Linked DNA regions of Mus musculus: region 1 is linked to region 2. The links are chromatin contacts, called in public HiChIP or PLAC-seq maps. All regions are on one chromosome and are shown on one strand. The core of a region is the stretch at or near the end of the contact, and the rest is flanking DNA. Distances in the headings are between cores, read along the strand shown.

The links. HiChIP or PLAC-seq counts read pairs in DNA pulled down with a chosen protein or histone mark.
Region 1: a RAD21 HiChIP or PLAC-seq map of pro-B cells shows a contact between it and region 2, with 11 times the contacts expected there. The contact joins two enhancer-like sites. A contact is called at or near these places in 1 of 15 datasets of contacts at CTCF or cohesin (pro-B cells), 2 of 484 Hi-C or Micro-C datasets (the HPC-7 cell line and bone marrow-derived macrophages) and 2 of 115 datasets of contacts at active chromatin or transcription factors (astrocytes and fibro-adipogenic progenitors).

What each region holds. Positions count from the first base shown.
Region 1 is chr14:14,862,708-14,865,407 of GRCm38.p6, reverse strand. Nek10 (NIMA (never in mitosis gene a)- related kinase 10) reads right to left here. Exons shown (of 35, transcript NM_001195229.1): 19 at 1,907-1,952; 20 at 1-15. Among named protein-coding and RNA genes, the nearest start is that of Nek10, 43 kb to the right of the region's middle. Within about 2 kb of position 1,422, at least 63 of the 459 cell types and tissues checked have an H3K27ac peak or open chromatin away from gene starts, as enhancers often do. A contact at or near this core is called in bone marrow-derived macrophages and pro-B cells, where this site is marked.
Region 2 is chr14:14,293,221-14,295,920 of GRCm38.p6, reverse strand. No RefSeq gene overlaps it. Among named protein-coding and RNA genes, the nearest start is that of Olfr31, 34 kb to the left of the region's middle. Within about 2 kb of position 1,265, at least 146 of the 459 cell types and tissues checked have an H3K27ac peak or open chromatin away from gene starts, as enhancers often do. A contact at or near this core is called in bone marrow-derived macrophages and pro-B cells, where this site is marked.

The DNA.
Region 1 (2,700 bases), core at 173-2,672, 570 kb before region 2:
TATACAACCTGTCATCTATGCAAAAGCAAAAAGGAGTCACAGAAATGTAAAGTCAGTATAAAGCCCTGGAAAACCTTCACAAATTAGAACCCGGGCTTTCCAAGGAGTGTTGGAGCACAAAACGGAAAACTTAGTGTCAGGATCCACTGAATGCTGGCAGAGCACAGAGCTGCCCTTGGGGCAGTCACAGCCTAGCAGCAACTTCCTCTGACTCCAGACTTTCTCCTCTCTGGCAAGCATAATCATTTTCTGCTTATACCATAGAATGCCTGAACCATGTCAAAGACAGTAAGCCAACTGTCTCAAGTCACGAGGCCTGCCTCTTAGTACCTCGGATCAAATAAGACGTTCAGAAAACCGCATTATAAATTGCATTTTGTATGGTGACATAGATTATGTCATACAAACTTACCCACGGATCACGCTATGATGTTGCAATAACACAGACTAAAGCACCTACCCATGACAGAGATTACTGCTAGGCCCCTCTCGAGTAGAGAGACCTGGACTCTGATTTTATGTTAGGGTTTACAAGGGTTTAGCACTGTTTGGGTTTTTGGTTTTCTTGTTGCTGTTTTTGTTCTCTGAATACACTCCTTTAAAGCCAATTTGAACTACTAATAATGATATGTGACATGTGTCTTTTCTGACTGTTGGACATACACAAAATACACACATACACAATCTGCCTGCAAAGGACAGACATCTCCCATCCTGCCCACTGGCTTCTCCACCAGTCTCACACTGCAGCATGAATGTAAGCACACTGTTCTTCCTGTTGCCTTTCACAGGATTGCAAAAATGAATAAACCATATAGCATCTCTCTTACGGACATTTATAGATTCCCAAGTTTCACCATTCCAAGAAATACATATTGCCTGCACTATGCTTAGCTGTTTGTTTTCATTTTCTCAAATTATAGTCTTCTTCATCATAGTTTATAACTTGGTAATATTATACATATTTTAAGTTTCCTTCAATTTATTTTGGAAGTCGTCAGGTTAAGTGTTTTGTTTTTGTAATGACTTGTACTTACTTCAGTCTAAGTCAGGAACTAAATCTGATAGCTTTAATTACAGGAATAATCCCGATATTAAGAACTAGCACGTAAGGAGGAAGGAGTCCATCTAAATCACTTAAAGAAGGGAAATGGGTAAAAACATAGCAATTGAGCTGCATACAGAACAGCTTCTGTTTAGTATTGAGACAGGGTCTCTCTATGCAGCCATGCCCAGCCTGAAACTCACTATGTAGATCAGGTTGTCCTCAAACACACACAGTCGGCCTCTGCCTCTCAAGTGCTGGGATTAAAGGACTGAGTCACCATGCCCGGCTAATACTTCAGGATTTTATGCTACAGATGGTTAAGTTCAATACTTCCTTCACTTGTAAACAAGCGACTGAGTTTGGCTTTGTTTGACTGTGCTCTCCATCCCACAAGCAGGAAACAAGCCAGCCAGCCTGCAGGCTCAGCCAGGACTCTGGCGCCACCTGGTGGCATCTACTGAAATTTGTGAGAAAAAAAAAAAAAAACCTTGAAGGCGGAGTCCAATCCATTTTATTAGGGGTGGAAAATGCCACTAGATGCTGCTGTGAGCTTGCAAAAAGAAAAATAAAACATCATGCTTTAGTTCTCTTTTCTCTTTTTCTTCTACAGTTCCTTTTCTGTACAATAATTTAATTATTTTTGTTTATTCACACTGTGCCTCTATATAATACAGATCAAAATATTTTAAGTATTCTCAGGTCATCAATTAAAAAATTATTTTACTGCTTAAGAAAGCAATGCCTAATAATAAAAGCCAGTAGAAAATAGCTGAATGGGTTTATTTTCTGCCAACATAATATAAATGTATATAAATAACAAACATATGTTTCCTTACTTAGAAAGCAATTCATACTTACTTTCCAAAAATGTTTTATAATAACGTACAACATTGGGATGATAAAGCTGTAAGAAAACAAATAGCAAACACTTATCAGACTCTTCAAAACACAAGCTTTTGTACACTGAAGTTTCATCTAAGACTGCCAGCTGCCATTTAAGGTTTTAAATGACTTTTTTAAGTTAATGAAAGAGACAGTGTCCTCCATGCCTTTGTGAACCAGGCTAGAAGATGCTGCACTTCCTAATGGGCAGTGGACAGGTTTAGGACTGATCAGTTCCTTAACGATTCCCTTAGCATGCTCTGCCCCAGGGTTGGGCCTCAGCTACACAGGGAGGGAGAAAGTTCTAAAAAAGAAAAATGGTGTAAAATGTCTCCAACTATTTATTTAGAATGTAGTTTCTAGGTAAAGTGTCTTGTTTCAGAGGAATTGCCATGATGTCTATAAATGGTTTGTGCCTCTGAGTGTCCCTCTGAGTGGGGCCCACGTAGCTGCTACTCACACCAACCCAGCGGTCTCAGGGTTATCAGCAGCAGAGTAGCCAGGATGTGGCTTCCCAGGCAGCAGTGACATTTGTCTGTCCCTCAGCCCTGGAAGTGTCCTTTCTGCTGCTTTTCCCACTTGGGATGGGAAGGTGTCACCAGCAGTTGCATGGAACAGGGAATAATGCCAACTTGTGCCATTCTCTAAGCCTGGTAGTTCGAAGCCTCTGTGCTGTGCTCATTGTCACCTCTTAGCAGACAGGGTCTCTCACTCCCGTACCTATGGCTTCTGTATTCCATGACATCCTTCTTTTTGGTTCAGGTGGCTCC
Region 2 (2,700 bases), core at 16-2,515:
TAGGTGAAGGAATTGAACAAAACCACGCGAAATCTAAGGATGGAAGTAGAAATGAAAGATCCTGACAGAACGTAAAAGGTCACAGAAGCCCTGAAATTGGCAAAATAGATTTCATTGTTAGCAGAACTAGCTTCACTGATTTAGAAAAATAGAGGTGCACAATGTTCTGTCTGTTTCTTGAATCCAAGTGTGTGCCCACTGTTGCACCTCACTGCCAAGTGTTTGTGATATTGGTTGCTGGGATAGAGTCAGAAAATCTCCCCAGCAACCACAGTCAGGGCCAATCCGGAGTTACTGCACCTTCTTTAGACTCTTTCCTTGTTTCCCTCCCATACACATTTCTTGAGAAATCAATCATTTTAGAATAGACATTGTTTAGATCTGGAAATCCCCTATTCCCTCCTTCTCCTTTCCCCCTTGAGGACCTATAAAAACTGAGACCCCTTTCCCCTCGGGGTCAACTCCTCTACCCCTGCGTGGGACACGAGTCGTCCCCAGAGCTCTGGGTTTCCTTGAATAAAGCCTCATGTGGTTTGCATCAAGCTTGGTCTCTCATGAGTTTTTGGGGGTCCGTTATTATCCCGAGACTTGAGTGAGGGGCTCTCTTCAGAGTTCTTTCATCGGGGGCTTCTCCGGGATTGGTGCAACCACTCACATGTCCAAAGACTCACTTGGAGGTGAGATTCCTTATCTAAAAATATTTCTGTGAGCCAGTGAGGTTCAGTGCTGAAATTTGCAGCTGTGACTGTTTCTGAGAAACGGAGACCCATGCCTCTGGATGAGGCACGGAGTGTGAACAGCAGACATGCTGGAATCACTGCCTGCCCACTCTGGGGGACGCCTAAGCGCGAGGGGAAGGACTCCTGGATTCTGTCTGGGGTGGGGAGTGAAGAGTCAGTAGTCTTCCTAGATTGGAGGACTTATGCACTTCCCCAACCTTTTGCATTTCTGAGTTAGTTTTGTCTGTCCATTAGAAGACAGGCATTTGTCAGTGTGTGTGTGTGTGTGTGTGTGTGTGTGTGTGTGTTTTGTGTCTGTTTCGTGTGTGCGTTTATTTTTTTAATGTGTCTGTTTTGTGTTTTCTGTGGTTTGTCATTGTTTACTGTCTGGCAGGGAAACCATGGATTCCCCAGCAAAGGTCAGGCTCCCGAGTCCTGACTCTTCTTGAAACAAAAGTGAAACCAAAAGGTTCCTCCCAAAAGGGAGCCTCCTCTTCAACCCACAGCTCCCCTAAGTCCCTCCCCCTCTGCCCTAACTTCTACTCCGGCTGGTTCCCGCTCCTCTGCAGGTCCCTGCGCCTGGCCCTGGGATCACTGGAGGCACAGCCGGAGGACTGGCTGCCAGGACCCAGAGCCAACAAGCCCAGAGTCCCCCAGCAGATGGAGCTCCTGGCACCACTTCTGCTTTTCCTTTGCGAGCTGTGGGCGACCTGCCCATGGACCCACAATCTCTGCATATCTGTACAATTGGAATGCTGGGTTCCCTCTGGACTGGCCAGATTGGAACTACAACACGGCTCAAGGTAGGGAGAGGTTAGCAGTTTACCCCCAGGCTCTGGTCTAAAGGGAGTGGTGAGACGCCCCACCAATTTGGCTAAGATAAGAGAGGTGATGCAGGGCCCTACCGAGCCCCCATCTGTTTTTCTGGAAAGATTGATGGAAGCTTATAGAAGAGAAGAGAGGGAAAAGCATGAAGAAGAAGAGAGGGAGAATAAGAGAGATAGAAGACAGGAGAGGAATTTAAACAGAATTTTGGCTGCAGTAGTAGGGGAGCATAAAAGAAGGAACAGGCCAGAGAATAGACAGACAGGGTACCTGGGCAACAGGGAACCTAGACCTGGAGGAATAAGACCGGTCCAGAAGACTTTAGGGAAGGACCAATGTGTCTATTGCAAAGAAAAAGGACTGTGACTCAAATACCGGCTACTTCAAGACAGGTGAGAGAATTCTTGGGCACTGCTAGGTTCTGAAGACTTTGGATACCTGGGTTTGCAACACTGGCTGCCCCCTTGTACCCCCTGACCAAGAAAAGTAGAGAATTCAGATGGATATAGGAACATCAGAGAGCCTTTGAAAATATTAAGGAGGCCCTGTTGACTGCACCAGCCTTGACATTGCCAGATCTAACCAAACCCTTCATCCTCTATGTTGATGAGAGGGCGGGGGAGACCAGAGGAGTTCTTACTCAGGCTCTAGGGCCATAGAAGAGGCCTATGACATATTTGTCTAAGAAGCTGGACCCAGTGGCCAGCGGATAGCCCATATGTTTAAAGGCCATTGCTGCAGTAGCCTTACTCGTTAAGTTAACTTTGGGACAGCAAATGACTGTGGTAGCCCCCACTCTCTTGAAAGCATTATCTGCCGGCCCCCAGACCAATAGATGACAAACAACTGAATGACCCACTAACAGAGTCTGTTACTGACTGAATGGATCGTGCTTGCTCCTCCTGCTATCCTCAATCCTGCTACCCTCCTGACTGAAACAGATGATTCCTCACCCATTCACTGCTGTGCGGACATCCTTGTGGAAGAAACTGGGATCCATAGTGATCTATGAGACCAGCCATGGCCAGTCGTTCCAAACTGTTACACAGAAGCAGCTTCCTAGTAAAAGGCCCTTCAGATGGCTGAGGGGCGGCCCATTAACATCTACACTGATAGCAGTTTTTATAGATACCTTTTCAGGATGGGTGGAGACCTA